Linked DNA regions of Mus musculus: regions 1, 2, 3, 5, 6 and 7 are each linked to region 4. The links are chromatin contacts, called in public promoter capture Hi-C maps. All regions are on one chromosome and are shown on one strand. Each heading gives the region's core, a stretch centred on a gene start, on an enhancer-like site or on the middle of the called end of the contact. The rest is flanking DNA. Distances are from core to core; before and after follow the strand shown.

Region 1 (3,273 bases), core at 259-2,758, 2.8 Mb before region 4:
AGACACCATCCCAGGGTTCACACAGAACTCTATATGCCAAAGCATCACAGTGGGTCTGGCCCATGGGTTGTCATTTGCTGACACAGTTCTAGATTCAGAGATTCACTAAGCGAAGTAATGTGGGAAAAGGATCTCTAGGAAGCACATCACTGTGGCCTTTCAGCACCTGGAGACAGGCACTCTAGATTTCCCCCCACAGAATGCAGACAACTACTGGATAGTGGTGCCATGGCTGTCAATTCTCATCCACCACTCTCATCCTGGAATAGCTACCCTCAGGGGTTCAGGAACTGTTCTCCAGATATGAGGATTCCCCATATACTCCCAATGAGCATCTAGGGGCTACTGAAGAGGCTCACCAAAAACCAACTTGGAAAGACACCGGGTAGCTGAGACAGGCAGCCAGGCCTGGACTTTGGTAGGAGTCAAGGGACAGCTCAGGGACAGGATAGGGAGGGCGGGTCTTCACATGCCTACTAGACAATGCTGAGACTTCACGACTTAGATCCTATAAAGGTGAGCAGCTGAAGACTCAATGCTATAGACGCAGGCCCTGCCCAGACTGGCCAGCAAACACTATTTACAGTCACAGTCAGGTCTGCTGTATAGATAATGAGACCATACAGGCAAACAGCTGGCACTGCAAAGAGGAACCAGAAATAAGGGAAAAACTGGATTCTCAGAACACTGGGACAATCTGTCACTGTGGAGAGGCTGTGCAGAGAGTGGCTTTTTGAATAAAGTCCCACGAACCAGCGAAATCTTTCTAAGAAGTGAGGAGGGAGGGACAAAGCTGAAGCACCCATCTTGAAAATAACTCCAGAAGCTTCTGACTTGACTGGTTGGGGTCCCAGGCACAACGCTCTGTGCAAGTAACTAGCGCAACCTGGATGCCTTCCATGGGACATCCGCCTCTAGGTGACCCCTTCCCTAAGTCTAGATTGTCCTCAGAAAGTCATTTCCAGAATAATCTAATTATGCCTCTTCCCAAGGGTGTCTAGCCAGTATTCCCTAGAAATCTTATCCTGGACATCCTTCCTGGGATTCTGGAGGTCTGCTCCCTCAGCACTCTAACGACCCTACTGCCCCGCCCTGCTGCCCCGCCCAAGCTCACCCATACAGAATGACGTCATAGAGCGTGCGTCCCTGCACATTCAGGAAATGGGCATACGCCGCACGCGCAGAGGGCTGAGCCGCGCCGGTCGGAGGCCCCGAAAGCGGCAGCTCATTGGTCGATAGTCCCAACAGGAAGGGTGCAGCGTCCGGGCCGCGCACGCGCACTAAGGCGCGCCCGTCCAGCCGGAAGCAAGTCCAGGCCACACCGTCCGCGGGGTTGCTGCCAAGAAGGCCAAAGCCACGGGCTAGGCAGTGACTCGCGGTCCCGCTCAGCCGCCAGTGCCAAGCTGGGCTTCTGCGCCCCACAGCCGCGCCCCGAAGCAGCGCCACCGCTGCCATCTTGGGCGCTAAGTGAAGGCGGGCACCACAGCGGCCCCGGGCGGCGGCGGCGGCGGCGGCGGCTGGCGACGCGCGTGCGTGGGGGGGAAAGTGGGCGGGACCTCAGCCAGTGGATGGGTGCGCAAGCCCAGATAAACACCAAGGCTAGAGCCACCCGGTGACCCTTTCCTTAGTTGGCTCCTGGTCAAACCGCTTGTGGTCGTGGTAAATAAGTAAACATGAAATCTGCCATCTTACCTCGGTCCTGGTGTGCAATCCCAGCCAGCCTCTCGGGGGGCAGAGGCAGGAGGATGCGTGTTCAAGACCTGCCTGTGCAACTTAAAATGAATATCCTGTCTCCGAATAAAAAGTTGAAGATAGATAGCTCAGTGGTAGAGCATTTCCTAGCAGGCAGGAAGCCATGGTTCCCATCCCCAGTACTGCCCAGAAAAAAAGGAGGAAAAAAGTTAGGCATTTCCTTGTTCACGGTTAAATACGAACAGTATAAAATGTATTATCTTCACCACTGTTACTTTGTTATTGCTATACTAAACATGACCAAAAGCAACTTGGGAAGAAAAGGGGTTCACTTCATTTGAAAACTCTCAGGTCACACCCACTTACAGAGAGAACTCAGGGCAGGAACTGAAGCAGAAGCCCTGGAAGAGGGCTCTTACCGGCCAGCTTCTGATGGCTTGTCCAGCCTGCTTTTTGATACGACCCAGGAGCACCTGTCCACAGTGAGCTGGGCCCTCTCACATCAGTCATTGATGTGATATAAGCCAAGACCTGTTTAGAGGCCAAGCTTATGGAGGCGTTTTCTGAATCTTCCCAGATATCGCTAGGCTTGTGGCAAGTTGATGAAAGCCAGCCAGCGAGACCACTTTTAGTGCATTTATATCGGCATTGTTCAAACGGCTGCGCAGCCCTCACTATCATCCAACTCCAGAACTTTTTATCTCCCAATCATCCAACTCCAGAACGTTGACTCCTCCCAGAACACACACTCAGCCGCTGGTGCCCACAGTTGGCTTTCTGCCCTTGTGGGTTGGAAGCCTCTGAGAACCAGTGCCTGTCCTCTTGCACCTGGCTCTCTTCATGGAGCACCCATCCTCAGTATAGCACGTATCAGAATTCCCTTCCCTTTTTAAGAATTGTATTTTATAGCTGGGCATGGTGGCACACACCTTTAATCCCAGCACTTGGGAGACAGAGGCAGGTGGATTTCTGAGTTTGAGGCCAGCCTGGTCTACAGAGTGAGTTCCAGGACAGCCAGGGCTATACAGAGAAATCCTGTATCGAAAAAAAATTTTTTTATTACGGTAATGCCTACCTTTCCCTATGTGCTGAGCTGGCAACGGGTACTTGGGAGGTCTCCAATTCTTGGAGCCAGGAAAAGTGTTGCTATGAAAACAACTACACGGATGTCTCTTTGAGTCCCTGTTCTTGGGTCTTTGGGGCATACTGGATCATATTGCTACCAGGGAAACTGGAGTTCCTTTTGTGTGTTCTTAGTCTTATTAACAAAAGAATTTCGAAATGGACTTGGAGCTTGGTAGTGGCGCATGCCTTTAACACCAGCATTGGCTGGGCAGAGGCAGGCAGGTCTCTGTAAGCCCTGGCTAGTCTACAGAGCTAGTATCAAGACAGTCAGGGATACACAAATAAGCCCTATCTTGTGGGAAGGGGAGAAGAAAATTAACAGTTGAGAGAAAAACCTACAAAGAAAGTAGATGTGTTGCATAGTTCTTTTATGTCAACTTGACACAGGCTAAAGTCATCTGAGAGGAAGGAACCGCAATTAAGAAAATGCCTCCATAAGATCTGGCTTTAGGCACG
Region 2 (3,205 bases), core at 620-3,119, 2.4 Mb before region 4:
GTGTGTGTGAGTAAAAGGGGCTGGAGGGAAGGGAAGGGGGTAGTTATGTAATTATATTTTAGTACCTAAAAATGTGGCTAAAAAAAAAAAAGCTACTAGTGTTCCGTCTGAGCCTATCCCTTGTTTTCTCCAGATTCTCCTTAAGGCAGTGGTACACATAGTGACATTGTGGCCCTTCCTGGTCATGAGAGAGGAGGCAGTCACCGCCAGGCTTTCAGCCCGACTATCACATACACAATCCAGCAAACACACCAGGGGCACAGTATATCACGGTCTCTCCACTTGACCCACACTTTGGAACACTCGGAGAAAAGGTAAACGGAGTCACCGAGTTGGGCTCTCGGGATTCCGGAAAAGCCCAGGCAGGGCCGCTCACTGCCTGGCCCTTTACACCCTCACCTGGAAGAGACTCCCAGCGGGGCAGCACCACTTTGCTGGAAGACAAGCGATACCAGAAAGCCACCAAGCAACCGAATAACAACCTGGAACCTCAACTTTTCTGTATTCCTCTGATTGCCGAAGTAAAGGCAGACACCCGACGCGAGCTTCTGAAAGCAACAGGCTGTGAACCTCGACTACTCTCACGTCTTACTCCCGTATTAAGAACCCAATCCGGGCCCCGCCCGCTCTCTCCTGCTTCCTCCGCCCACTGTCTCCCACCTGCTGGGCCCTGAATGGCTCAGGTCTACACTTAGGATAGTGTGTCCAGGGTCCCACCCTCAGCACCCGGTTCTGCTGGGGGACTGCTCTCAAAGAGCCCTAGGCCAGACAAGCGTGTGCCTCTTTGTCACTCTGGCACCTGGCGCGCAGGAGCCTCGGGAGCGGAAGCTTTATGAATGAACTACCGTTAGGGAGGGGAGGGCTCCCGCAGGGGCGGGGCTTGCCCAAAGCAGTTATTGAAGGCGCAGGATCCCAGGGAAGGAATGAAGAGCAGGAGGAGGAGGAAGAGGAGGGTGTTTTAGGCCAGGAGAACTATGGGGTTTCTGTCGCTTCCACTCTTTCAGATTTGCTGGCTCTTTCCTTCGAAGCCCGGGACAGCAGGCGAGCAGATCCTCACCTTCCAGCTCGGTCTCTCTGGTGTTTTGGCAGAGGCGGCTCCAATGCATGGGCCAGACTCGGTCCCTGGCCAGGCCAACCCTGTCTCGGGATCCTCTAGAATGCATCAGCTGGGCTTGGGAGCGAAGGGAGACGCCTGGAAGAGAATTGTATTGCTTCATCCCCGAGGGCACCTATGAGGACGCGGCTCTGGGAGCAGGGATCTGGGCCCGGACGCGGGAAGAGGAGAACAGGGAGCAGGACCCAGGCGCGGGCTGGGGATCAGAGCGCGGGAAGTGGGGAGCGGGTTCCGGGTTCAGACAGCGGGGCATGGGAAGCCGGGCCACAGTATACTCACCGCTGCGCAGCGTCCCGGTTGGCGGGCCGCGTAGGCCGGGCCGCCGCGGAAAGGAAAGGCCGGAGCCCTCCGGCTCCCTCCCCTGGGACACTTCCTGCACCGCTCTAGGACCGAGGAGGTCTCCTCATCTCAGTGGTTCGCTTCCCCGCCTCCTGGCCGAGGTGTACGCGGGGGGGTGACATCCGACACCCCCGGCCCGCCTGGACCGCCCCGCCCCGCCCCGCTCCGTGCTCTCCCGGCCTGGGCCCGGGGCCCGGGCTTTAGCTTTGTGGGCCTTCCTAGCGGGCTCGGGATGCGCGCGCGCGCCCCGGCGGGACCCGGGCGCTGGGGGCCAGTTCGCGCGGCCACCAGCCAGGGAGGCCGGCTTGGGGCTTTGCTCTTCTCTGCTCCTCTTGTGTGGGCGCAGGGAAGGGCTGGTCTGGCGGCGCTGGCGAAATGCCAGAATTGGGAGGAGGAGGGATGAGGTGTAAGGGGATCTCCCAGTGACCATTTGCATCCCGTGTGTGCTGTTGTGCCCCAATCCCTTCCAGCCGCAATTCCATTTCAAAGCCAACGCTGCCAGAGCCACCCAAATCGGTAGGACTGGAGAAATGCAGACCCAGCGATCCACGGTGCTCGCCGAAGCAGCGGCCCGCGGCTTCGTGGCATGGAGATGATCTACGATTTCTCTGTTTAAGGAAGACTGTAGCACTCTGGGTCCCTCTGAGCACCAGGATAGTCCTGGTGAGTACGGAGAGAGAAGGTTGCCAATCCTGAGAGTATGAGTTGGGGAGCTTGTCGCTGGCTTAATGCATAAACACAGGACAGAGTGACTTAAGTCACGGAGAGTGAGAGGTGACCAAGAACTAGGGCATTGGAACCTATTCCTGCCTCATCTACCCTGTGTTGAGTAGAGTCCAAATCCTCCCTCAGTTCCCTCGGGCTGGACAATGGAGCCGGACTGTCAAAGGGAGGAAGCAAAGAAAAATCTGCCTAGAAGTGAGCTACTGTGCTGATTTTTTTTCCCCTTTCTGGTTCTCTTTCGAAGGTACATGGTAGGAAGTCACCCTTAAAGAAGGTGGTTTGATAGAGACACCCCACCACCGGCAGACTTCGTGCTTCCGTTTCCTTCTAATAATTGGGACTGGGACAATCTCTTCCGACTAGTAGGTATGGAGTTAAGGGTCGAGGTTTTGGGACATTAGGAGGTGAGTCAAGTGGATGATTGTTCCCCAAGTGCAGAAGAACGCTGAGCAAGCAAGGGTCACCCAAGGCTGGGACTTAAGGCTCACAGAGAGCAATAGGAGCCACCTAGACTTACAAATCCATGCCAATCCCTTTTCAAAAACACCAGCCAGGAAGCACAGCCTGGAATGACCAAAGACCCCGTTGGGGAGTCAAGCCTAGTGATTAGTCCAGTTGTGTATCCCGAAGGGCTGCTGTTTAGGCTCCTGCCTGGTGGCTGCTCAATACTTGGATTCCTCAGAGGCGCACTTATTGGAGCCCTCACGCAGGTAAAATGCAGCGCCAGGAGGTGGCTGATACATGGGATTTTTCTCCCCCCACAAACACTTTCCCTTTAGTTTCTCCCCCTGAGCTCACAACTCTCAGGATTTAGGTCCCCTCTCGCTGTTCAGAAGCCGCCAATGACTCCTAATATGCCTTCTTTCTGTGTTTCTTCTGCATAGAACCTGGAATAGGGACTAATAGACTGGAATCGGAGCACCTGTGTTAAATCACACCCATCAAGGCGCAGTCAGGTGATCTAAGGCCTGCGTGACCTCTCTGTGCTTCAGGTACCTCCCTCATACAGGAGACTGATGCTGTCTGCTT
Region 3 (2,953 bases), core at 357-2,856, 2.0 Mb before region 4:
GGCTCCACCTGCGGGAGGATTAAATTAGATTTATATCCTTCACTTTGTACAAAACCCAGTTCAAAATGGATAAAAACCCTTAAGGTAAAATCTAAAAGTCCTGAAACTTTAGAAGAAAACACAGGCTATGAATACCCCTCAGGAGACTGGGGAAGGCAAGACTGTTTTAAACAGAATACCAGCAGCACAGGAACTAACTCCACCATCAACTGATAGGAACAGGAGAATGACAGTTCTCTGCACAGGACACAGTCAGCAGTTAACAGACAGCCCAGAGAAGGGGAGAAAATCGGTACCCAGTACACTTCAGAGAGGGGATAATGTCCAGAACTTAGAAAGAACTGTGGAGATTAAACGCCAAGGGAATAAAACTGCCAACCAGCAAATGGACAAATGAACTGAATAGACAGATTTTTAAAAAGACACACAGACAGATGGCCAATTTACTATTTTTAAAATTATCCAATACCCCCACCATTAGGGAATGCCAATCAAAACTACTTTGAGGTACCACCTAACCCCAGTCCAAATGGCGTTTGTCAATAAATCTGACCACAAACGTTGGAGAGGATGTGGAGAAACAGGAACTCTTAATTCACCATTGAAGAGAATTCACTGTTGTTGAGGATGCAAACTGATACAGCCCCGTGGAAACCGCTGCAGAGAGGTCTCAAAAAATAAAAATAAAACCAGAACTAGCACGTGACCCAACTAGTCCACTCCTGGGTATACACCCACCAAACCACACCCACCCTATAGATATGTGCACCACTGTGTTAATTACTGTTTAATTCACTATGGCAAAAAATTGGAATCAACAGAGGAGCCAATAATGAAACATATATGTGTGTGTGTGTGTGTGTGTGTGTGTGTATATACATATGTAATGGAATATAATATATCATGTATTATATATAATGGATTATTGCTCAGCTCTAAAGAAAAGTGAAATAAAAATTTGCAAGAAAACAGATGGCCTTAAAATGTATAATATCCAGTGAGGTCACACAGCCTCAGAAAGAAAAAGCCCCATGTCCTCTTCATATGGTGAATCTAGCAAATATTATACACACACATGCAAACAAGCGTGCCTGCCGGTACAGTATGATATGGAGAAGAGAGAACGAGAAAGGCTGAACACCACGGGAAAGGAGGGCTGAATGCAAGGAAAGAATGCGACCTAAGAGAGAGAATATAAATCTGTTTTTCTAGTTCTAACTCCGTCATAAGATTTATTCTTTTGGTTTTGGTAGTGGATAAACAAACACCTAAAGTATATTTGATAGTGAAAGATAAAGTTCACTGAGAAGTCCCACAGCGTCCCTAGGTAGGATTATAATTGCTGAGATGAAACACCGGGACCAAGCTGGGGAGGACAGGGTTTGTCTGGCTTACACATCTTGAATTACAGCCCACTGAGAGAAACCAAGGCAGGAACTCCAGCAGCGCAGGAAGCTGGAGGCAGAGGCTGAGGCAGAGACCATGGAGAGGTGCTGCTCACTGGCTTTCCCCTACCCAGGATCACCTGACGGGGTGGCCCCACCCACAACGGGCTGGACCCTCCCACTTTAATCACCAATTAAGAAGCTGCCCCACAGATCTTACGGAGGCATTTTCTCAGCTGAGGTTCCCTCCTTTCCGGCGATCCTAGCTTGTGTCCAGTTGACATAAACCAGCCGGCACAGCTTCCATCCTGAGTACCTATTCAGCCAGCTGTGAGTTGTCTAAACTCAGGGTCTGGTTAATTTGGGTATGTGGCTGATTTATTTTAAGTTATTTTAACAATAAAGTTTAAAAACCTTTAAAAGTTGTTGTTGTTTTTTTTCTTTCAGACCATGGTTACCACAGTGCCTGACAGGGAGGAGGTCAGAGCCAGAGATGTGGGATGCTGACTCCGAGACCGAGATTTGAACTGACAGAAGCTGATGGGACAGGAGAGCTGGTTGGTCCCCTTGAAACATTTCTAGGATTAAAAAAATAAAAGGCTCGTAACCATGAACCTCAGCTCTGACGAAAGCTTGGAATCTCTGGGGATTGGAAACAAAGGCCATGTTCCCAGTTCTCCCCAGGCCTCTCTCTGGGGCGCTGGGGAGTCTTAAGCTCAGCACGTGGAGCCCACCTGACCTCTGTCACAGGTCTACACCAAGGCCAGGGAGCAAAGCACACCGGCCCTGAGCTTGGCGTGAGGAGCGGGGACCCGGTCCTCAGTAAAACACCTGACAGTAACAGGAGCCCAAGCCCTTTCTCCGTCCAAGCCATGATTGGGGACGGTGTTCTGGACCCTGTCTGTGTCTCTTGGGCCTCAACTCTCTGACTCTAGATCTTCCGTGAGCCACTCCACATGCCCTTTTAAAAATGTCAAACTCAGGGCCAGTGTGATGCTGCTGTGGGTAAAGACACCTGCTACCACGCATGGTTATTTGCTTGATCCCTGTCACTTTCATGGTAGAAGGAGAGAACCAATTCTCATGGGCTGTCCTCTGATCTACACACACACACACAACACACACACACACACAAACACATACTAAATAAATGAATAAAAAATTTTAAACTCAGATTTAAATTTAATTATCTTATATACATTCATAGCACTGCCTGTTAGCAAATATACCCATGGAATCAGAACTCAGACTTGAAGCCAGAAGGCAGCACCCAATGGCTCTGGGGCTCTCTGCCCTGCAGGTGCAATCTCTAACTGGATTTTACCTGTTTTTGAGCTTTATCTGTAAGTGGTGTCTTAGTCAGGGTTTCTATTCCTGCACAAACATCATGACCAAGAAGCAAGTTGAGAAGAAAGGGTTTATTCAGCTTATACTTACACATTGCTGTTCAGCACCAAAGGAAGTCAGGACTGGAACTCAAGCAGGTCAGGAAGCAGGAGCTGATGCAGAGGCCATGGAGGGATGTTACTTACTGGCTTGCTCAGCTTGCTTTTTTATAGAACCCAGGA
Region 4 (3,020 bases), core at 349-2,848:
TTTCTTCATAAATTAGTCTTTCATTACACATCATTCAATTTGTAAGTATATACACACTTTTTTTTTTGGCCTTATTTATTGCCTGCCTTCAGCATCAATGAGTTTCATAGGTACAGAGACTACGTCCATATAACTATTTCATGACACCCTAAGACAGTGTCTGGCAGACTGGACACTCGACAGTGTGTGTTAAATGAACAGACAGAAGTCTGTTGTTCAACTTGAATTAGTCCCATACTTAGAATGCATTCCCCCCCTTAAAAAACAAGCACCACAACACTGTCAACCTAGGTACATTAACAACTCCAGAGATATTAAGACACTTTACTGATAAAGCTTCCTATTATTTACCAGTTTCATTCATTCCCTCACCTAGCATCAACAGACAGCCTCAGTCCTATGAGGCCTTTAGGAATCATCTGATTCTCAGCTGGAAAAAAAGTGGGTTAACCGGCTGTTTCGGGTTACAGAGTTTATGAAAAAGCTATCACGTGAATACAAGTCTGATTTGGTGTTATGTTTAAAAAAAAAAAAGTCTGTCTGATACATCTTCTCAGTAAGAATGAAGAGATACAACCACCTCCACCTAAAGAGATTTGATTGATCAATTTGTGTATGTATATTTAATGAAATACCATAACCCTTTCCAGGATCAAAATCACCTTGCCTCTACTTTAAAAACTAAGTAAGCTTTTACAACTGGACATCCGAAATCTAAGTAGTTCGTTTATAGTAGCAGCAACGGTCTCAATAATTAGTAAAGTTGCTCAATCATCAAAAGCAGTAGTCTTCTGAATACGGAACTTCAGTAGTAAGAAATTTTATTTTAGGAATAACAGTGGGCCCCCTTCCGCTCTCCACCCCCGCCCCCAAAAGAGGAAACTAGAAAATAGCGCTAGTTGAAGAAATAACAGTTGCACGTGGTTTTAGGTATAACCCCCCCCCCCCAATATTCGGAAAAGTCAAGACTTCCTATAAGTAAAGGGATTTCCTTGATCTTCATCCACAGTGCGCGCGTGGATCACACACACATACAAACCTCCAGAAACCAAACACACCAGGAAAACCTTTTCTTTAGCCAACAGGTGTTAATTTCTATGGGTTTAAGCAGACACTTTTGGCCCAAAGCGACAATGCCCCTCGACCTCGCTTGAGGAGGCCACCTTCTTCCCTGCGGAGTCCCGGGCAGCACACTGCACCGCGGGTGTCGGCGCCGAGGCCGAGCGGCTCATCGAGAGCCTCGCGGCCGCCCTGACAAAACCCTTGCAGGTTTGCTGCCCCACCGCTGCCCGAGACCCGGCTCACCCCCCGCCGGCGACCCCTCGGCTACCTTTCCGCCGGAAGAAGGACATGGCGGGGCCCGGGTCGGGGCGGAGGGCGCGGGGGGAGTGTCGCGGGGAGGGCCCGGCTCCCCTCATTCAGCAGCTGGCCGGGACTTCCGGGGCCGCAGGAGCCGCTGCACTAGTCCGAAAACAGCCCCTTCTTCCGGGTGTGGGCGCTGCCGCCACCTCGGGATGCCCCGGCAGCTGCTGCCGCCATGTTATCAACAAGCCACCCGCTTAGAGTTCCGGTCCGTCCGCGCGCGGGGCTTCACGGGAGGCCCCGGCCCCGCCTCCTCCTGCGCACCTCCTCCCGCGGGGCCGGGGCGCGCGCCCGCTCAGCCCACGTGACCTGGCGTCCTCGAGTCCGCGAGCCCTTCCCCCTGGAGGCTTCGGATGACAGCGTCTCTTTGCTGAACCTCCTCCTCTTCGGGAAGCCCCCGCCAGCACTGCTGCGCAGCCTTTTCGCGGAATCTTGCTAAATGCCGCAGGCTGCTTGGCAGCTTTACCCTGCCAGGTCCCCGGGGGATGCAGGCGAGCCTGCAGGACGAGGAGCTGCTCTTATGTAGCTCCCGAAGCTCCCTCCCTCAAAGTGACCTCAGGAAGGAAGGAGAAAAAGAGTGGTAGGCTCATTTTCAGATGAAATCCCTACAGATGCTCAAAACAGAAAGAGCCAGCAACCTGAGCCTCAACAGAGGGCTATTTCTTCCGTTCTTATTCGAAAGCCACCTTCCTATAAATCTTCTGGCTTTCTTAAAGCTTACCCACCTTTAGCGCCCTGGATGGATGGCCACTATAGCTACAACTACTGTCAAAAGCGAACCAGGAACTCGTGATGCACACAGTTGCTGATTTTTATGTTGGATCAGCAAAGTCTACCTGAGACAGAAGGAAAAACAAGTGCAGAAGCGGCAACTTGCCTGATTATTCGGTGTGTTAAAACAGGAACTAAGTAAAGCCTGGAGTCTTAACCATATTATTAGAGCAGGTTAATAAGTTTGCTAGTTTTGTTTCCAAGCCTGTTTGCTAAATGATGAAAAACCATCATAGCTAAACTTATTTATAACATCGTGCACAGATACCATACTAAACCCTCCAGGTTAGTAACAGTCTTTAAACTTGCTCTTGGTATGGAGGAAACTAGGCCAGCTTTCAAGGTCACGCTGGGCAGGAACTGAAAAGGAGAGCAGGGCTGTGGTTGCCCCATGTGAGGTAATGGTGTGGAGGTCTGAGATGATTTGGAAATGAATATTACACTCTGGGCATACCCCTCCCCTATTCCCACCCACTGCCCACCCTTGAAAACCTTTCCTTGCCTAAGAATATTAAGGCAAGCCAGGGGAGGTGCTCTGGTGGTGAAAGCCTTTAACACACTTGGAAGGCAGAAAGAAGCCAGTGGATCACTGAGTCCCAGGTCAGCTTGATTTACTTAGGGAATTTTAGGCCAAGGTGAGACTGTGTCTCAAACAGATAAAAACAAAACAAGGCGTTGAACGATGGCTTAGCAATTAGGAGCACAGACAACACTTGCAAAGGATCCACAGTTAGAGTATCTACTCTGTTCTTAGGCAGAATGGGTGGTGTGTCTTACATTATTCCTTTGCCTTTCCCTTCTGGAGTTCCAGTCTTGGCAGAGACTGTTTTGTATTTGTTAACTATTGGTTAGCTGATCAGGGCAGGAGGAACACCAGACGAATGAGT
Region 5 (3,175 bases), core at 518-3,017, 3.0 Mb before region 4:
CCTTCCACACAGCAGCCGCTGATTCTGCCTGACCATGCAGGTCCCGGGCATCATTTAAGTCCTTCCTCATGATTTCCACAGAGCCCTTGTTCTCCTGGGAGAGAGAAGCTGGTTAGAGCCTGGGAAGAAGGATTTGAACACCCCGATCAGCAGTCTGGCGACTGGAACTACTCGTCCGGTCTCTGCTGGAAAGTGGTTGTTTCGTAAAAGGGTCTCCTGTGCTTCTACCTCTTCAGAACTAGGTGTACAGCAGGCAATTCAAGGTCAGCTGTGTGATTCCAGGATTTTAGGTAGGTCCCCTTTAGTGTCAGCTTGATTTAAGACAGTGACTTTCCTGACTTCTCTGTGTCCTGCTTGGTCTTTGTGGAGATTGCTGTCTTAGTAAGGGGACGACAAACCATAGGACAACCCCAGCAGTATGTTCTGACAGAGTGTATCTACCTCAGTTTGGGACCTGGATGTAACCACAGGCCTCCACCTCAAAAGTGTTCTTCACAACTTATTCCAGAGGCTCATGGTGCATCATTGCAGAACATAAGGATAACAGCACCCTCAAACACGCTAAGCTACGATTTTCTCTCCTGTCGGGCGGAGACCACGGCTTTCCTACCTGGCTATTCAGACATCTCTCTCTGGGTCAGGGATGATACTCTATCTAGATCCCTGCAACCCATCTTCACACAGAGTCTAATAGTCGGTTTCTGCCCGGTGGCAGGTGCTACGTGCAATGACCAAGAGAGTATAGCAGAGAAGGTTCCTGAATGAGGTGGACCGACAGCCCCTCAGAGGGCTGCAAATGGTAACTGGTAGACCAAAGACCACTCTCAGGTCTCCATAAGCAAGTGGATGGGCGGGGCTTGCACCGATGAAATCACACCGGGATAGGAGCAAGAGGCCTTGAGGAATGGGATCGGGACTTGAGGGGAATTCGAGAAAAATAGAAGTCTTAAGGTTGTATAGAGATAAGGCACAGCTAGGCCAGAGACCTGGGATGAAAGGGGGACGGAGGAGCATGCGCTAGAGATAATAGCTCGAGGGACATAGCAGGGTCCGGGAGACAGATAATAGAGATGAAGGAAGGCAGAATCACGGACTCCAGGATCCAAGAGCCCCTAGCATGGCAGGGTCCCCGGGGAAGGGAGGGTGCTGGGCACCCATGGGATGCGGGAGAGGGAAGAGGAGGTCAGCACACTGATCGAATGCCTGACTCCAGGTAAGCCACAAAGGTGGACAGTGTGCAGGGGCCCCTCGCGCACCTTGCCGCGCAGGGCCTTCCTCCAGCGCGGTTCCCACTCCGGCGGCTCCGGGCCAGCGGCCATGCGGCAGGCGGAGCACAGCGGATCCCCGTCGGCGCGACAGAGCAGCTGCAGCGCGGCCTCGCTGGCAGGGCCATCGCGCGCCGGCGCCGCGGCCGCCTCCTCGAGAGCCAGGAGGCGGCGGCTGAGCGGAGGGCGGCTGGGCTCTACGGCGCGCTGCCAGCAGTCATCGGCACACTCCGGGCACGGGAAGGGCCCGTCCTCCTCGGCCCAGAAGCGCACCACGCACGCCCGGCAGAAACGGTGGCCGCAGTCGGCGCGCACCGGTTCGCGGGGCGCGCGCTGACACAGGGCGCAGATGGCATCAGCTGGGCCCGCGGGGAGCGCCAGGGCTGCGGGCGGCGGCGCCGACGAGGGCGCGGGCGGAGAGGGCGCAGAAGGGCCGAGGACCGGCCGGAGATCAAGGCCGACGAGCCTCAGCCTACGACTCAGACCCAGACTGCGCCAACGCCGGGCACGCGCGCGCGCGGGGCGGGGTCCTGGCTGCCGTGCGCTCTGACGTCCAGGTCCTGGCAGCTGCGCATTCCTCCATCCAGGTCCTTGCAGCTGTGCGCTCTCATTTCAGGTTCTGGTATTCGCTCATCGCCCTGCCCATGATTGAGCAGCTGAGCTCTCTTCCACACTGGTTCCCGTAGCAGCTCACGACCTTTGTCCTGATGGTGTCAGTCGCGGGCTCCAAACCCAGATCCTTACAAAGATACTCCCTGTGTCCTATAAGATTACTCATCCTGCAGGGTACTGCCCCAACATCATGAATAATTGCCCATCTCCCACAGATAATTTGGGAGGTGGTCTGTCAGGAAAGGCTTTTCCAGGGTGACTTATCGCTATACCTTCAGCCCTGAAGCAGGATAAAACTGGCTAGGTAGGCAGATGCCTGTGTAGTCAACCAGGAGTATGACCAAATTAAGATAGCGACATAAAATGAAGTCAGGGAGTCTCACTGTGCACACAGAACAGCAGCACGTTTTGCAGGAAAGCACTCTAAAGAATATTGTGTTAATACAGCTGTAGTCAGCTATCTGCAATGTGTGACTCTTCAGACTGAGATTGCGGATATAACTGTAAATGTGACTGTGGTGGTTTGAATATGCTTGGCCCAGGGAGTGGCACTATTAGGAGGTGTGGTCTTGTTAGAGGAAGTGTGTCACTGTGGCCGTGGGCTTTGAGACCTCACTCTTAGCTGCGGGAAACAGTCTTTTGACTGCCTTGGATCAGGATGTAGAACTCTCAGTTCCTTCTCCAGAGCCTTGTCTGCCTGGATGCTGTCATGCTTCCTGCCTTGATAATGGACTGAACCTCTAAACATGTAAGCCAGCCCCAGTTAAATGTTCTTTATAAGAGTTACACTGGTCATGGTGTCTCTTCACAGTAATGAAACCCTAACTAAGACAGTGATGTTGCCATTTATATGCTCCAAACACTATGGCAGCAGCCACATCTGTACTAAAGCTATACAGCCCTTTTCTGGTCATTATTTCCTAGACAATAGAATGAAGATTTGCACAGTATTCACATCCTGTTAAGTATCATAAGTCATCTAGGAAAAAAATATTACATAGAAAGATGCATGTAAATATTATGATGTTTTAGCTGGGTATAATGATACATGCTTTTAATCACAGCACTTAGGAATTAGAGCTGGCAGTTCTCAGTGAGTTCCAGGCCAGTTTGTCTACACAGTGAGTTTCAGGCCAATCAAAGCTATATAGTAAGACCCTGTCTCAAAAATAAATAAATAAATAAATAAATAAATAAATAAATAAATAAATAAAAGTGTGTGTCTGTGTGTCTGTGTCTGTGAGTGAAAGAGAATTGTGTATGTGTGTGTGTGTGTGTAAGAGAGAGAGAGAGAGATG
Region 6 (3,175 bases), core at 393-2,892, 2.7 Mb before region 4:
CATTCTGTGATCTGACCATGCAGCTCGACCTTCCGTGTCCTAAGCATACCTGGCCTGGTTAAAGGTGAAGGCCCAGAAGCTGCTCCCTGGCTTTCTGGAGACCTTTCCTAGGAGACGGCTAGTATGCTCTTCTTTTGCTGTGGCCCACATGACTGACCGATGCTCCCTTATTGTTGCAGATTTTGTTGTTTACTGGAAAAAAACATTTCTAATTGTGTGCCTCAGCCTTAGTACACACCTTTAATCCCAATGAAGGTAAACTTAGTTAGAAAGAAGCACCCATGTTTGAAAGTGATTTCCAGTGACTCAGGGAGATTTGACAGAATAGGATATGCCTATCTCTCATGAGAACAGAGAGGAAAGAAGTGACTTAGGGGAAAGAATAGGAGAGGGCAGTTTACTGGGACCATTGTACAGAGACAGGTTGCAGAGAAAGAACAAACTAGCCAGGTGAAGACAGAACGAGCCAGAAAATGAGCCAGAGATTAGAACATAATACCAAAGGTCGTATGAGGCCAAGCAGAGCAATTCGGGGGAAGCTGGAAGAAGCCAATTTGAATCATTCAGTGTGGAGGAGTCTGAGCCAGAATAGCTGAGTTGACCACCCAGCTAGATAGAGTTCAGAAGAGCATTAAAGGGTGAGCTTATTCAGCAATAGGTCTCAGAGGTTGAAAACATTCTAGGCCAAGATAAGATTGTATGGAGGCTAGAAGCTTCCAGGACAAGGCCTGGGTTAGCAGACAGAGGCGGTAAGCTTCAGAAATGACAATTACATCAGGCAAATAAAGGATACGTTTCCACTTTATTGTGCAGCTCCCCTTGGGACCATCCATTCATCCCGAGTATGATCTTGTTCTGAGGAATCTGTCCCAACTGTGTCCTCTAAAGCCAGGCCATGACCTCAGGGCTCATACCAAGAGCCTCACAAGCTGTGGCAGGTACTCAACGTGTTCAGGATGAAGACATAAAAATGAGGCTGTCTTGGTCTATTTGGGATGCTAGAGAGTTCCAGGATGGGTATTTTTTCAGACTAGGGATGAAACCCAAGACCATCATGTTAAGCAAGTGATCTGTCATTAAGATGTAGCTCAGTTTCTGTTCATTTTGAGGCGCAGCCTCAGTAAATTGCCCAGTAAAGCTTCACCTGCAGAGAACACAGATCGCTCTGGTTTAGGGATGCTTTGGCTTTCATGTCACATACGCATATTCTGTCACCCAGAGCATGGAAGAGTGAATCCATGTTTCTTTGGTGACTTTATCTGTCCCTCTGTTCCGTGAAGGTTTGCCATTATTTAACTTAGTTTCAACAGTGACCCGGGACCTTTGGAGTTAGCATTCTTGGCTTTCCAGAAAGCAAGGGGCCGGCCCCTCCTGGTGTCACTAAGGTTTTGTAGTGTCCCCTTCCACCGAGATTCCTTCACACGAGAGTTATCAGGTGGGATAGCACAGCCGCCTTTTTGAGGAGCTATTGCGCAGGCGCACGTGGCACTAGGATGAAGGATGCGCCAGAGAAGCCCTGAACGCCCTTTAGAAAGAGGATCTTGATTGATAAGGCCCTCGGATACGCAGTGCGCAGGCGCACGGGCACGTTAGCGAGAGCGCAGGCGCGCGCGGGGGCGCGAGAGTGACGTCACGGCGTGCGTCCGGAGTGCTGCGGGAAGTCCGACTAGAGACCGCGGGTACTGAAGGCTGTGCAGTGGCTCCAGCGCCATGTTCGGCTCCAATCGCGGTGGCGTGCGTGGCGGACAAGACCAGTTCAATTGGGAGGACGTGAAGACTGACAAGCAGAGGGAGAACTACTTGGGCAACTCGCTGATGGCGCCAGTAGGCCGCTGGCAGAAGGGCCGCGACCTCACCTGGTACGCGAAGGACCGCGCGCCGTGTACCGGCCCGAGCCGTGAGGAAGAGCTGGCAGCCGTGCGCGAGGCGGAGCGTGAGGCGCTGCTGGCCGCACTGTAAGTGCCTGGTCTGCGGGGCGACCGCAAGCCCCGAGGGCGGGATCTGGGTGGCCCTGGGGCGGGGCTGGATGTGGGCGGGGCACAGGAAAGAAGGGGACCGAGGGGCCAGACCCTTGATGAGCATTCCTGACCTTTGCTCGCAGTGGTTACAAGAACGTGAGGAAACAGCCCACCGGCCTGAGCAAGGAGGTGAGTCTGAGATATGGGTTCGAGGTCCGCGGGGTGGTTGGGGGGGGGTGGGGGGGTCCGTCTGTCTCGGCCTAGAACCTCCTATCTTACCCTGCTTTCGCAGGACTTCGTGGAGATCTGCAAACGGGAAGGAGGAGACCCCGAGGAGAAGGGCGTGGACCGGCTCCTGGGCTTGGGCAGCGCCAGGTTAGGCTAGTTGGGGAGTCCAGGGTAGGCCTGGGCGGTGATTGAGAACTGTCCTCAAATGCTCTGTCCCCTGCAGTGGCTCCGCGGGCCGTGTGGCGCTATCCCGAGAAGACAAAGAGGCTGCCAAACTTGGGCTGTCAGTGTTCACGGTAAACCCTGTCAAGCCCAATGCACAGGATCCTGGGGTTTAGAGGTGTCTGAGATGTGGGGCAGGATTCCCTGGGTGTTCCTCACCACGGCTACTCATGTCATACAGCACCACCGTGTGGACAGCGAAGGCCCAAGCACTGCCCCAACTGCTCCCAGGAAGAAGCCTCGCGCTGAGGACAAGGTCGAACCGGAGTAAGTTGAGTCTGCCTCCCTGTGCATAAAGGGGCAGACTGCCTTAGCTCTCTTAGTTTGACTGAAGTAGGCGGACCTCCATCTCTGGGCTGGAGTCTCAGTAGCTGCCATAGGTGACCCAGCAGGGTGACGCTCAGGACCATGATACTGGCCAGTTTGGTGGGAGGTGCTTGTGGGGTGGGCGGCACACAACTTTCTTTAATCCCAGCATTTGGTAGACAGCAGGCTGATCTCTCAGAGTTCTCACAAGCTGGTACGTGTGTCTGGTTACTTCTACTTTTGTGTCATCTCAACTTTGTACCTAGGTAAAATAGTGAGTTCCAAGCTAGACAAGGCTGCATAATGAGAACTTGTCTCCAAGGAGAGAGGAGGCTCACCAGGTTGGCAGCATTCCAGCACTCATCTTTGTGGCCATGGAGCCTAATAAGCTCATTTATAAATATGAACTCCCGACATGTAGATATTATCAGTGCACAATGGATCCTGTTCTAGTCTGCCTT
Region 7 (3,081 bases), core at 193-2,692, 3.0 Mb before region 4:
TCCCTGTCACTGTATCCATAAGCTGGCACTAGAGAGTGGCGCGGGCCGGGACGTCCCGGTTCCTGGGCACCACCAATGGACGACCCACGTCCTCCGGTTGGCGTAGCGCCTACCCGCGACCGCACACCGCAGGCACGGGCTCGGGATTCCCCGCTTTGGCGTTCACCGGCGTCAGTTTAAACTACACATACACGTTTGGAAGCAAAACACCATGATTGTCAGTGAGTTCTATTTTTTAACCAAATCCGTAAAGATGCACCACAGTTTGATTTCTATCCTTTTCTGGACTCACGTTTTTTGAAATTATGTGGACGACATTTCTCATCCTCTGACGTGATCTAAATAATCATTATTACTATTGTTTGATACCCTGATTGTGACCTTTGGGGGAATCCTTGAATACAGCCCATGTTATCCTTGAAAGCCTTTGCTTCAGAAATCCTTTTTTTTTTTTTTTTCCTAATTTTCTTTCAGATCTAAAGATGTTTTATTTTGTTTGATAAAGCGTCATTTCAGTGTACTCTAAGCCTCAAAATTATTATCCTTCTGATTCAGCTACCGAGTACTGAAGTTATAAGCATGGACTACTGTTCTTTGAGTCATATCTTCTAGTTTTTTTTTTTTTTTAATTAACGTACGTTAACTGTGCTTAGTAATGGGTTTCATTTTGATAACTTCACACACACACACACACACACACACACACACACACACACACACACACCAGCTCTCCCCTTTTTTTCCTCTTCCCTCTGGTCCCTTTCTCTCTATAAATACCACCCCGACCCCATTTTTATGCTTTTTTTTTTTTTTTTTTTTTAATCTAGCTTCCACATGCTAGAGAACCCATGCCATGCTTTTCTTCCTGCCTGGATCCAGCTTACTTAACACTGTGATCTTGAGTTCTTTCCATTGTTCCAGCAAACGACACAATTTCTTTTCGTTTTTCTCTTTATTTTTTTCCATCTCTACCCCTCCCTATTTTTAAAAAATAGTGTTAATACTATGTAGCCCTGGCTAACCTCAAACACACAGATATCCACCATCCTTTGCCTCCCGAGTCCTGGAATTAAGCTTAACTGCTGAGCTACCTCCAGCCCTCGCCCCCAGGGGCGTCCTCAGACCAGGTGGATGTTTTTTTAGTATTCCAGAACTCAGGAAAACTATGCCTCGTTGTTATATAAAGGAAGCATGCAGAAAGGTTCTAGAAGGTTCTTTGTGTCTTGGGAGTCGAGGCAAGATTGTTTTGTTTTTTTATTTAACAACAACAATAAAAGCTCCAAGAAAGCGACTTGAGTTTTTTCCACAGACCCCGCTGCCCTCCTACCGAGCCGCAACTAACAGTTCCAGAGTCCACACCACTCAGAGAGAATATAAGAGGCAGGGTGTAAAGTCAATCCCCCAATGGACCAATCAGAGTGCAGCATCCCATAATGCCACCTGGTGGGCAGCCAATAGGAATGTAGCTGGGTCTATAAAAGCAGTGCTACTCGCCCCCCACATTGTGCACCTGAGGAGCAAGGGAGGCGGACGATTCAGGAAGATGGCACGCACCAAGCAGACGGCACGGAAGTCGACGGGAGGCAAGGCTCCGCGCAAGCAGCTAGCCACGAAGGTGGCCCGCAAGAGCGCCCCGGCCACCGGGGGCGTGAAGAAGCCGCACCGCTACCACCCTGGCACGGTGGCGCTGCGCGAGATCCGGCGCTACCAGAAGTCCACCGAGCTGCTGATTCGCAAGTTGCCATTCCAGCGCTTGGTGCGTGAGATCGCCCAGGACTTCAAGACCGACCTGCGCTTCCAGAGCTCCGCGGTGATGGCGCTGCAGGAGGCCTGCGAGTCGTACCTCGTGGGGCTGTTCGAAGACACGAACCTGTGCGCTATCCACGCCAAGCGGGTGACCATCATGCCCAAAGACATCCAGTTGGCTCGGCGCATCCGCGGAGAACGGGCTTAGGCTCCCACAGGCACCGCTCATGAACCCAACGGCTCTTTTCAGAGCCACCCACAGAGTCAGAAAAAGTGTCTGTAACGTAGACTTAGGTGTCCTGTCTCCTCAGGAGGTGAAGACAAGGTGGCCGGCAATCGAAGTGTCTCCCCAGATCAGTCTAGAGGGCTTAGCAGCTAATCCTTGCCCATTGAGCTATTTGACTTGCAGCTCCGTCCTATTCTAACCTGCCTTCCCTTGATAGGTATAGTGGCCTGAGCCCTTGTACTACAAGATGATGGTTGTGTTGCTGACTGGTTTTACCAAGTGAAGGTAGCTCCTACCGGCAGTAAACGTGCTATGTTTGCATAGTTGATAGTATCCAAACGCATCTGCTCAGTAACCAAGTTACTTATGTTTTGTGTTTTAAGGCTCATAATGCCTGGTATTAAAAAGGCTAGCTATTCCTGTACTTGAAAAGTTGGCCTTTCTCCTGATGGAAAGCCCAGTGAACTGCCTTTGATTAAAGTTAATTTTGCCCATCTGTTAACGGCGGCAGCAAAAGAGTCAGGAAAGTGTTAACTTACATATTTCCAGGGGACACATCCAGAGAATCCTGTCTTAAACGATTCCTGTAGGGTACGAAAGTCTAGCTGTTGTCTTGACTCAACCTGAGTTGTAAGCAATAGGAACCTCTCTTATCAAAAGGATGTTTTGCGCTGGAGTTTAATTCTCTGAGCCTTGGTTTTTCATACTGTCCAGTACTGTATGACTTCTGAGCCATACAAAAAGGGTGGTGTTCAGAGATGACCGGCATGGAGACTAACCGGCTTGATCAGAAATCAAACTGGGAGGAACCCGAGATGGTTAACTGAACTGCATTAGTGGAGGGCTGAGGGGAATAGCCTGAATAAGCCTGTGAGGTTAACACAGAAAACTTTACCTCTCCTTTGTAGTGGAATCACTCATTAATGCCAATGTTAAATACATAAATTACTCCTAGGGTGTGCATATAATATAAGTATGCAACTGAAGAGTTTTGAAGCCCATTATGTCTCCAAGCCCAGGGATGGGGGAGCAGGGGAGGGCAAGGAGGCAGAGGGGAGGTAGAGGGGGGCAGGATGGGGGGGTGGGTGAGTCTAAAGACTGTTTGTGTA

What was found. Promoter capture Hi-C pulls out the DNA fragments that hold promoters and counts their contacts.
Region 1: a promoter capture Hi-C map of liver shows a contact between it and region 4, with 6 times the contacts expected there. The contact joins the promoter of Iba57 here to the promoter of Akap10 in region 4. A contact is called at or near these places in 5 of 39 promoter capture datasets (the C10 cell line, hippocampal neurons, liver and 1 more).
Region 2: a promoter capture Hi-C map of pre-B cells shows a contact between it and region 4, with 5 times the contacts expected there. The contact joins the promoter of Zkscan17 here to the promoter of Akap10 in region 4. A contact is called at or near these places in 2 of 39 promoter capture datasets (liver and pre-B cells).
Region 3: a contact with region 4 is called in a promoter capture Hi-C map of liver, with 3 times the contacts expected there. The contact joins the promoter of 1810063I02Rik here to the promoter of Akap10 in region 4. A contact is called at or near these places in 2 of 39 promoter capture datasets (both in liver), 9 of 484 Hi-C or Micro-C datasets (the C2C12 cell line, embryonic stem cells, primordial germ cells and 4 more), 2 of 115 datasets of contacts at active chromatin or transcription factors (astrocytes and embryonic stem cells) and 1 of 9 other capture datasets (liver).
Region 5: a contact with region 4 is called in a promoter capture Hi-C map of liver, with 2.9 times the contacts expected there. The contact joins the promoter of Rnf187 here to the promoter of Akap10 in region 4. A contact is called at or near these places in 3 of 39 promoter capture datasets (hippocampal neurons, liver and pre-B cells).
Region 6: a contact with region 4 is called in a promoter capture Hi-C map of pre-B cells, with 4 times the contacts expected there. The contact joins the promoter of 2310033P09Rik here to the promoter of Akap10 in region 4. A contact is called at or near these places in 2 of 39 promoter capture datasets (liver and pre-B cells).
Region 7: a contact with region 4 is called in a promoter capture Hi-C map of liver, with 6 times the contacts expected there. The contact joins the promoter of H3f4 here to the promoter of Akap10 in region 4. A contact is called at or near these places in 3 of 39 promoter capture datasets (the C10 cell line, liver and pre-B cells).

What each region holds. Positions count from the first base shown.
Region 1 is chr11:59,162,237-59,165,509 of GRCm38.p6, forward strand. Iba57 (IBA57 homolog, iron-sulfur cluster assembly) reads right to left here and starts at 1,509. Exons shown (of 3, transcript NM_173785.6): 1 at 1,115-1,509. The coding sequence starts at 1,455.
Region 2 is chr11:59,504,771-59,507,975 of GRCm38.p6, forward strand. It overlaps Zkscan17 (zinc finger with KRAB and SCAN domains 17), which reads right to left and starts at 1,870. Exons shown (of 10, transcript NM_172941.4): 1 at 1,394-1,870; 2 at 1,058-1,192. It overlaps 4933439C10Rik (RIKEN cDNA 4933439C10 gene), which reads left to right and starts at 883. Exons shown (of 5, transcript NR_015585.3): 1 at 883-2,116; 2 at 2,421-2,542; 3 at 3,061-3,168.
Region 3 is chr11:59,919,893-59,922,845 of GRCm38.p6, forward strand. It overlaps 1810063I02Rik (RIKEN cDNA 1810063I02 gene), which reads left to right and starts at 1,607. Exons shown (of 2, transcript NR_130986.1): 1 at 1,607-1,715; 2 at 1,833-1,997.
Region 4 is chr11:61,928,659-61,931,678 of GRCm38.p6, forward strand. It overlaps Akap10 (A kinase (PRKA) anchor protein 10), which reads right to left and starts at 1,599. Exons shown (of 15, transcript NM_019921.3): 1 at 1,331-1,599. The coding sequence starts at 1,418.
Region 5 is chr11:58,937,139-58,940,313 of GRCm38.p6, forward strand. Rnf187 (ring finger protein 187) reads right to left here and starts at 1,768. Exons shown (of 4, transcript NM_022423.2): 1 at 1,257-1,768; 2 at 2-94. The coding sequence starts at 1,646.
Region 6 is chr11:59,206,719-59,209,893 of GRCm38.p6, forward strand. 2310033P09Rik (RIKEN cDNA 2310033P09 gene) reads left to right here and starts at 1,643. Exons shown (of 7, transcript NM_024210.2): 1 at 1,643-1,955; 2 at 2,102-2,147; 3 at 2,251-2,333; 4 at 2,410-2,482; 5 at 2,590-2,675. The coding sequence starts at 1,711.
Region 7 is chr11:58,960,269-58,963,349 of GRCm38.p6, forward strand. H3f4 (H3.4 histone) reads left to right here and starts at 1,443. Exons shown (of 1, transcript NM_001318003.2): 1 at 1,443-2,005. The coding sequence starts at 1,544. The coding sequence ends at 1,954. It also overlaps a transcript of Trim17 not described here.